2 separate regions of the Mus musculus genome follow, and region 2 is linked to region 1. The links are chromatin contacts, called in public promoter capture Hi-C maps. All regions are on one chromosome and are shown on one strand. Each heading gives the region's core, a stretch centred on a gene start, on an enhancer-like site or on the middle of the called end of the contact. The rest is flanking DNA. Distances are from core to core; before and after follow the strand shown.

The links. Capture Hi-C pulls out chosen DNA fragments and counts their contacts.
Region 2: a contact with region 1 is called in a promoter capture Hi-C map of adipose tissue. The contact joins two enhancer-like sites. A contact is called at or near these places in 5 of 39 promoter capture datasets (embryonic stem cells, frontonasal cranial neural crest, hematopoietic stem and progenitor cells and 2 more) and 1 of 9 other capture datasets (adipose tissue).

What each region holds. Positions count from the first base shown.
Region 1 is chr6:92,825,779-92,830,073 of GRCm38.p6, forward strand. All of the region lies in intron 28 of Adamts9 (a disintegrin-like and metallopeptidase (reprolysin type) with thrombospondin type 1 motif, 9), which reads right to left. A730049H05Rik (RIKEN cDNA A730049H05 gene) reads left to right here. Exons shown (of 5, transcript NR_169152.1): 2 at 2,139-2,325. Among named protein-coding and RNA genes, the nearest start is that of A730049H05Rik, 11 kb to the left of the region's middle. Within about 2 kb of position 1,858, at least 38 of the 459 cell types and tissues checked have an H3K27ac peak or open chromatin away from gene starts, as enhancers often do. A contact at or near this core is called in adipose tissue, where this site is marked.
Region 2 is chr6:92,960,611-92,964,905 of GRCm38.p6, forward strand. The region is part of intron 1 of 9530026P05Rik (RIKEN cDNA 9530026P05 gene); the gene reads left to right. Among named protein-coding and RNA genes, the nearest start is that of Adamts9, 19 kb to the left of the region's middle. Within about 2 kb of position 2,496, at least 8 of the 459 cell types and tissues checked have an H3K27ac peak or open chromatin away from gene starts, as enhancers often do. A contact at or near this core is called in adipose tissue, where this site is marked.

The DNA.
Region 1 (4,295 bases), core at 608-3,107:
GAGTGCTGGGATTAAAGGCGTGCGCCACCATGCCCGGCTAGAACAGAGGCTCTTAACATGTAGGTTGTGATCCTTTTGTGGGTCGACTGACCCTTTCACATATATCATACATTTACATTATGATTCACAGCAGTAGCAAAATTATAGTTTTGAAGTAGCAACCAAAATGATTTTATGGTTGGGGTCATCACAACATGAGGAACTGTATGAAAGGGTCACAGCATTAGGAAGGTTGTGAACCACTGGGATAGAAGGTTTGGGTGGAGAAAGTTGGTAGGTTAAGATTGTACCTTTTTGAAAAAAAATAAAAATGATAGTACCTTATGGGTTAGCTGTAGCATGAAGGGAAGAGGGCAAAAGATGACAATCAGATTTCTGGTTTGGGCAGCTGAACAGATGGTGATAATATTCGTTTCCATTTTAAAGATGGTACCCACTGGCAGGAAAAATACCACTGGGAGTCAAGGGTGTTTTTATTTGTAGGAAATAAGTCTGACAGAAAGCATATTAATAGTAGGTGGTAACATTTGCTTGGCTAGAGTTTAAAAACAATCTAGTTTTTTAATGCTCATCAAATAAACATGGGTGAAATTAGTGCAAATACATCCTTAGGAATAGTCAGTTCAGTGTGCAAACTGTAAACAAGCTATACCTCAATGTGAAGCGGGCAAAGAGACTTCATGAGAGTTAATAATCTGCCAGGGTCATCAGAAGACAGGGTCTAAACGTTGGTAATGATCTATAGAGTCAGAATTAGAAAAGCTTCAACGTTCTCACATTCACTATGTGCCAGACACTGCCCTAAGAGGTTATCATCCTTAAAGCTTGTATAGTTCAGCTATCCCAACCTCCCAATACACTTTGATAATAGAGATAGGTGCTGTTACTGGAGATAAGTCGTGCTATCTGTAAAACAGTGCAACCACAAAGCCTTGAGTTGTGTTTCACACACGCTGCTCCAATACAAGTAAGATATACTTCTACTGGGAACAATGACAGTGCAGTGAAAAAACAAAAGTAATCAAGAATTTTGCTGTCAATGACTCATGCGAGGTTTGGCACTAACGTCATTGCCAATGAGCCAGTGATGAACAAACTAAGTTCTAAATACTATGCCTTCAATATATAGATTAGCTGCCCCCCTTCATCTCCATGCGCATTTACTTTGGATGGGATTTGAATAGAAGTGGTGAAAGAAAAAAAAGTGCTACTTTAGCATGATTCACCACACATGTTAGTTGTCTGGGATTATTAAGATCTCAAAGTGATTTGGAAATCCTCACGAAATCTCATCTGACAGCAAAACACTCTTCATTCAATGTTTTCTAAATTACCATTGAAGAAAATCAGCTGTTGGTAAAAATACTCAAATCTACCAGGCTCACTAATGGGTCTAGTGTGACTTTGTAAAGGAGCTGTCACTGTGATAATCAAATAAACACAGGTTCCAGCTCTTACATTCCGAGGAAAAATTCTGTCTGATCATTTCACCTTTTCCAGGGCAAAAAATGACATTTACATCAACCTGCGTCACCAACACACGGTATTTATACTTAGTATGTCATCTTAGTATGTCATCTAGTACTTGTTATTTATTGGCTACGTATCTCAAAGTTCTTGCTCCTGGGAACATTTAATTCCTTACATTTGCAGCCGAAATAGCCTCCTAGTTTGCCAGGAATGCTGACTTTTTTTTTTCTCTTGGGAAATGACTCAACATAGCTAGGAGACTGATTCTTCCTTGCCCCAACCCCCACCCCAAATTTAAGCAAGCCTCCAAACAGCATTATCATTGCTTGATACTTAGAAACACCAAGGTCAGCCAGTCGGAATGCCTGAGATTTCAAGCTTTTGTTTCTGTGAGGCCATTCAAAGGGCATGCTAGAAGCTGGGCTGTGGTTAGAAGTGCTGACGCTTTGCACTCACTAACGTCTAAAAATGTGAAATTCCTGCATTTCAACTCAGCTGGTGGGAAGGAAACTCAAGATGAAGGCAGTGTGCTCTTAGTTTCTCCCCAAAGGCTTAAGCTCTCTGGAGAAGTAGCTCTAGACGTGAGGATGGATGTGGTCTGGTGGCCCTGGTCTTGAAGGATCCTGGCATTTGTCTTTTCACTTATGCTAAGGGTCATGTTTCCTTAGCCATCAAGAAGTCTGCAAACAACCCTGGTGTATATGTCTGATGGAGAAGGACTCAATAGCGAAGGGAATGAGTTCTCTGGGCTGTGGCACTGCTGAGGATATGGACATCTCTATGATGACGAAGTTCTGTATGGGCTTAGCAAGTGCATCACAAAGAACTCGGAAGGAAGAAGAGGGGAATACGGAGGTAAGAAGAGGAGGGGGGCAGGTGTGCTCATGGAATATGGCTAGTAGGAAGCATCTTGGTGGGACTTGAAGCTTCTAGCTCTGGAAGAATGTAGGCCAGGACTGGTCGAACTGTACCAGATGTCTGAAAGATGTGCGTTGGTGGGTGGTCTAAGATGACAGCCCTTGTCTAGTGTCTGCCTAGATGATGTGTAGTCTCGACAGATGAGGTTGTGTCTATGTGAAATGTGTAGTGAGGGATCCTGATCAACTAGCATACACGTCTAAGCCCAGGATTGATTACTTGCAGGTAGAAAATAACAAGGATTGAAAGTCCAAGAGAATGTCATGTACTGGGGCCTATTAGCAAAAAAGAGAGATTCTTCTAAATGACTCTGGCAGTCAGATGGCTAACATCATACTGAGGTAGATGGATGGAGCTCTATTTAGACACTGTATTTATTACTTCTCAAAGTCTTTCTCTTCTGATTCTACAGAATTTGCAAATGATACCTAAATCATTAATTTCAAGCAAGAAGCTTTTCTGGATTCTTCTTTCATTTTGCCTTTAACAAAATAAAGTTAAATGTCACCCGTAAAGTATGCCATCAGAGAGGATGCAAGGCCATTTGCAAGGCTCAGGCCTGTCTTTGCCAATACAGAGAGACATGAAATGAACAGGGCAAAAGTGTCACAACACTGGGGAAGGCAAAAGGCCCATGAAAAACAATGTAAAGACAAGGCTATAGAATTGGGGTTCCAGTTTAAAATACTGATGAATGGTAGGCCTAGAGAACTATGTGGATGATGGAAAAAGACAGTAGATGTAGCTCCAGTTAGCATATATTTATTTATTTCTCTGTACACTATAGCTAGTCAAAACATATTTATGAAACAAACACACATAAGCTACAGCCATCATAGAATAGCATCATAAACTACATACTATATAAAGAAAGAGCCCCTCAGAATCTCTCAGTTCTAGTGCTGAACTAATCTGACATAAGTGAAGATTCAAAAGAGGTTACCCAAAGAGGAACTTTGACCATAATTACTAACCACTAGATTAGGCATCTCCACTAGATTAGGCATCTCTTAATTAATTGTTAATATGAACCAGGCACTGGACTAAAATACATTAGCATTTCTCCTTTAATCCCAAAGAAACAGTGGCTTACGTATTATTAGGGGCCCTTTACATAAAGGAAGGAGCTGAGGGCCTAAGAGTGACATTACTTACCCAGGGCCACAAAACTGCGAAGCAGTAGAGTTAGGTTTTAAGTACAACTCCATGATCAGCATGTTAATCCTTAGACTAGATAAAGAGCTGGGTAAGCTGGGTAATATTCAGTCTACCTCCCTATGAGAATACCTAGAAGCAAGGGTCACAGAGAAATGCCTTCAAGACTCTTTCAGAGTCCTCATATCATTCATCCTTCTAACAGGAAGAGTGGCTAGGCAGTGCTAATAGTTCTGATATCAATGCTTTTTTACAGCCTCTTCCACACTTTGGAAAGGGAAGGCATTGTAAAGAATAGATACAATCATATAAATAAAAGCCCACATTGCCCCTTAGCTGAAAATGTACTCTGCTTCTCTCTTTGTCATTTTTGAGGTATATTAACCCTTAGGTGCCTGCCTAATGCCCTGCAGTGAATTATCATTTCTGTTGACTGATGAATGGCTCTTGGCACAGTTATGAATGGAAGGCTGCAGGCTATAAGTTATAGGTCAATTTCTCAAATAATTGAATTGTGAGCCATCACAAAGATTATCCAGTCCACCTATTAACTTCAGGCTCAAGGCTTGAGAAGACACTAGATGACACGGTTAAGGTCACGCAGAAAGAAAGGCACACATATAGTTTTGATCACCATAAGAGGAAACCATTTGGTGCCAGTCACACTGGAGGTTCTAAGGATTCTGCATGCTGTCCAGACCCATGGCTAACCAGGCATCCACTCTTGGCTTTACCAGTTGGACATGTCATCT
Region 2 (4,295 bases), core at 1,246-3,745, 140 kb after region 1:
TCATTTTCAAATCTCCGTCTTGCCAAATATATAATAATGTTTCACTCATGCTATAAACCACACCACTCACATTAGCAAAGATGTTTTAGCTTCCTTCTCCATAGTTCTGTCTCCTCTTCCTTTCCAGACTCAATGTTTTCTGCCCTCTGAACAAAGTAGATGCAAAAACCCCACTCTAAGGTGATGCTCGGGTTTTCTTCTTATGGATTTTTATTTCAAGTCCGCAGACGGATGGATGTGAATATAGGGCCCAGTCCCTATCCTTGGTGCTGAGAGTCTTATGATGTGATAAATGGTTTAATAAATGTCGAGATAATGGTAATTGTGGATAATAAAATGCTATCTGGGAATCCACTACTGTCATCTCAGGTAATAGGAGGACTCCACAGTCATCCCAGTTTATTCGTATGTGACGCATCTTCAGGCTCTGAAAGAGATAGTTCTAAGTTTTTATTACTTAACATACATGGGTCTCACCCATAGATAGGATAATAAAAGAATCCGTTTATCCAGGAGGGCTCTGGTGAGGACTGGGTGGGATAAAGACCAGCGTGTGATGGTGAAGTCACACTGCGATGGTGTGAATGGTTCAATTTGGTTTTCCTAAAGCTTTCCAGGGTTAACCTCTTAGCCCACCCTCCCAGCCTATATCCCGGCCTTGTGAGTTTTGGACAAGCCAGGATGGATGGTCATCCATGAGTCAGGAACTCAGAACACCCTCTCTGAACACAGTGGCTAATCTTTCCTTCCTTCTTTTCTTCCTTCCTTCCTTCCTTTCTTCCTTCCTTTCTCTCTCTCTCTCTCTCTCTCTCTCTCTCTCTCTCTCTTTCTCTTTCTTTCCTTCATTTTATTTATTTTTATTTATATGAGTACACTGTAGCTGTTTTCAGACACACACCAGAAGAGTGCATGGGACCCTATTACAGATGGTTGTGAGCCACCATGTGCTTCCTGGGAATTGAACTCAGGACCTCTGGAAGAACAGTCAGTGTTCTTAACTGCTGAGCCATCTCTCCAACCTGGCCAATCTTCTTTCAAAGATGAAAAATGGAAAATAAAATTCTTGACATGATATAAGGGGCACAGGCATCATTCGGAAAAAAAACCCTTCATGGTCATATAGTTAAGATATGAGATATATACACAAGACCTAGGCAGCCACAGGCTGTATTTTAATTTCAATCGTTCCTTCAATTCTTTAGTCAACCAATCCAACCTCATAGAATTACATTCTAGAGGAGAACACAGGCCAGTCATACATTTCAGATTGTGAAAACTGGTCTTAGTGACTCACACTGTCAGGTCGATGAGTTGATTTTCTAGAGATTTCCATGAATGCATCTATTAAAAAATGACAGTGATGTTTTCTTGCAAGGTGCACACTGTGCGGTCAGTAGAGTACCAGCCCTAGAGGAGGGATGGGTAAAATAACCAAGTCTGGTCTGATATAACAATCTTTCTTCTCTAACAATGAAATAACCTTAAGATGAAAGTAGTAAGGCATTGTTTCCTTTGCTCTGTCCCAAGGAATGGTCCACAACTGGCAGGCTCCTGACCAAGCAGGTGGCCTGCCCTGGGCAACAACACACACAAAGACCCAGAATCGTCAATTTCTAGTAATCACCATCCGAAAGAAAGGTAAAAAGAAGGTCTTTCTGTGCTCCCATCAGGATATTGAGTTATCTTTTGTTTTCATTTTGGCACAGAAAGAAAATTCAGAATCAGTTACTTCATCTCAAATACAATAATCTTCTGGTATTGTATTTACCATAACATGTCATAGAGAAAGCGGATATTTCTGCCGGGAGCCTGGGCCCTTGCAGGGAGACAGACTTTTTTCAGCAGCCCCGTGTAATAAGCTCAAGAGAGCTCCATGCTGGGCTAAACGGCAGCCTTCCACCCCCACCTGCGCAGCAAACTGAACAGGAGGCAACCTTTAGGAAAACAGGATTAGATTTCACAAAAAGATATGGGGAGGGATACAAAACCTCTCCTCTGGGTCCCCAGCAAAATTCAAAGAACAAAGGAGCCAGCGGCGGCCATGTCTTTCAAAGAAGAACCCTCGGAGAAGAGACGTCTCCGCTGGGCTTCGACTTCTTTCCTATGGAGAAATTTTGGTGGCTCATTTTAAACAAGATCTTTACAGAGTTAAGTGCTTTATTTCACGTAATTAAAATTTTTTCTCTCGAGGATACCTTTCAGGGCAGTCTCGAGCTGTTTAGATTTAGTAAGAAAGGCTGTAATCAGGTACAAAGAAGAAAGGAGGGTTTATTTTTGGTCTGAGGCCCAAGCGGGACAGACCTGCCCGTGGCCAGCCCTGGACAATGTTCCCGAGGCTCAGGTGTCAGGAGCCTGGTTGACAAGAATGGCCTCAAGGCTATGCTAGAGCCTGTTTCCAGGAGCGTATTATTTTCATCCCACCCTCCCCTTTTGCTTCTTTCTTGACACTGCAGTATAAGCTAGGCTATTTCTTAAAGGAATGTAGTGCAAAAGTTATGGGTCTTGCTCTCCTAAAATGTTGCCCAAGATTTGAAAACCTGCCCAAAGCAGTAGTGATCTGATACTTCAAATGGGGAAAATAACCTCAATCGTTGTTCCCTTGGCATTGGAGGCTGGGGAGTGTCAGAGAGATGGCACATCTGTTTTCCTTTTCTTTCTTTTCCTTCTGAATGGGGAGTTTGCCTGCGAATCATCCTAGCAGGGGTGAGAAAGTAGAGGCACACATGGGGGTGGGTGGGTCTCCTCATTGAGAGCCATGCACAGGTGTGAAGGGCTTGATGTATCTGCTCAATATTCACATGCTGAATTAGGACTCCCGAGATCACATAGTGTGACAGTATTTGGAGACATAGCCTTCAAAGAAGAGATTAAGGTAAAATAAGGACACGAAAGCGGGCCTCCTCCATGATCACCAAAGTTCACAGGAAGAGACCATTTAGAAACAAACGCAGTGAGGCCAGACTTGATGGATCACGAGGCAGCCGTCTACAAGCCCAAGACATCAAACTAACACCCATGACACCTTGATTCTGGACTTGCAGCCTCCAGTACTGGGAGGGGAACAAACCTCATTTGAATTAGACCATCCTTTTTGTTCTAGCTGTCCTACCAAGGGTGTTTGCCAGGTTTGATGTCAATTTCCACCACAGATGTATGATGGCTGCAGATCAGGGAAGGGGAACTGTGTTTTGTTCTCTGAGTTTATTCCTTTTTTTCTTATTTAATTATCTTTTTGCCCTTCCCTGTTCATCTTCCAAACTCGTCCATAAGTCCTTCCACTCCCCTTAAAATTCATGCTCTTATTCAAATATATCAATATATGTAATATGTATAAATATATGCATGCATATACATATATGAAATGCAGCCTGTTGAGTTCTTTTACAGTTGCATGGTTTTCTTTTCTTTTCTTTTCTTTTCTTTTCTTTTCTTTTCTTTTCTTTTCTTTTCTTTTTAAATGATACTGATCATTTGGGATTGAGTAATCATTTAGGGGGTTCATCTCTAAAAAGACTAATTCTTTTCCTCTCAGTAGCTTTTAATTGCCTGTAGTTCTTCATCTGGTGATGGTGGGGAGGAGTGTCCCCATGTGATTTCCTTCATCCATGTTGGTATGTCAACATTGTTCTGGTTGAAGCAGCTAAATTGTAGAGATTTCATGGGCATAGTTTCCCTGTAAGACTCAACCTTGGAACAGACTTCCTGGTTCTCTGGTCCTCTGGTCCTCTGGCCCTATAATCTTTAACTCCTACTTACACTATGTTTCCTGAGCCTTATAAGAGTTGTCATACAGTGAATCTCCTAACAGAGGGGACAGGCACTGTCTCTGACTCTAATGCCAGCCTCTGGGACCCTTTCCCCCTACTGGCTGTGTCATCTAGACTCAGTAGGACAAGATGCAAGATGTGATGTGCCCAGTCTTATTGTAACTTGATGTGCCAAGGCTGGTTGATATCAATGAAAGACCTTCCCTTTTCTGAAGAGACAGGAAGGAGGAGTCGATGGAGGGCTAGGAAGAACTGGAAGGAGAAGTGTGTGTGTGGGGGGGGGGACTGAAGTTGGGATGTAAAGTAAATACACAGATTAATTAATTTAAAAAAATGTTCCATAGAACAGCTAGACTTGCTGGTGCATTTCTTTAATCCCAGAGCCCTGGATGCAGAGGCAGGTGGATCTCTGAACTTGAGGCCAGCCTGAGCTATAGAGCAAGTTCCATTACAACCAGCGTCACAAGGAGAAACCCCATCCTGAAAAACTGAAAAACAAACAAACAAAGAGTTAGTGTAGATGTATCA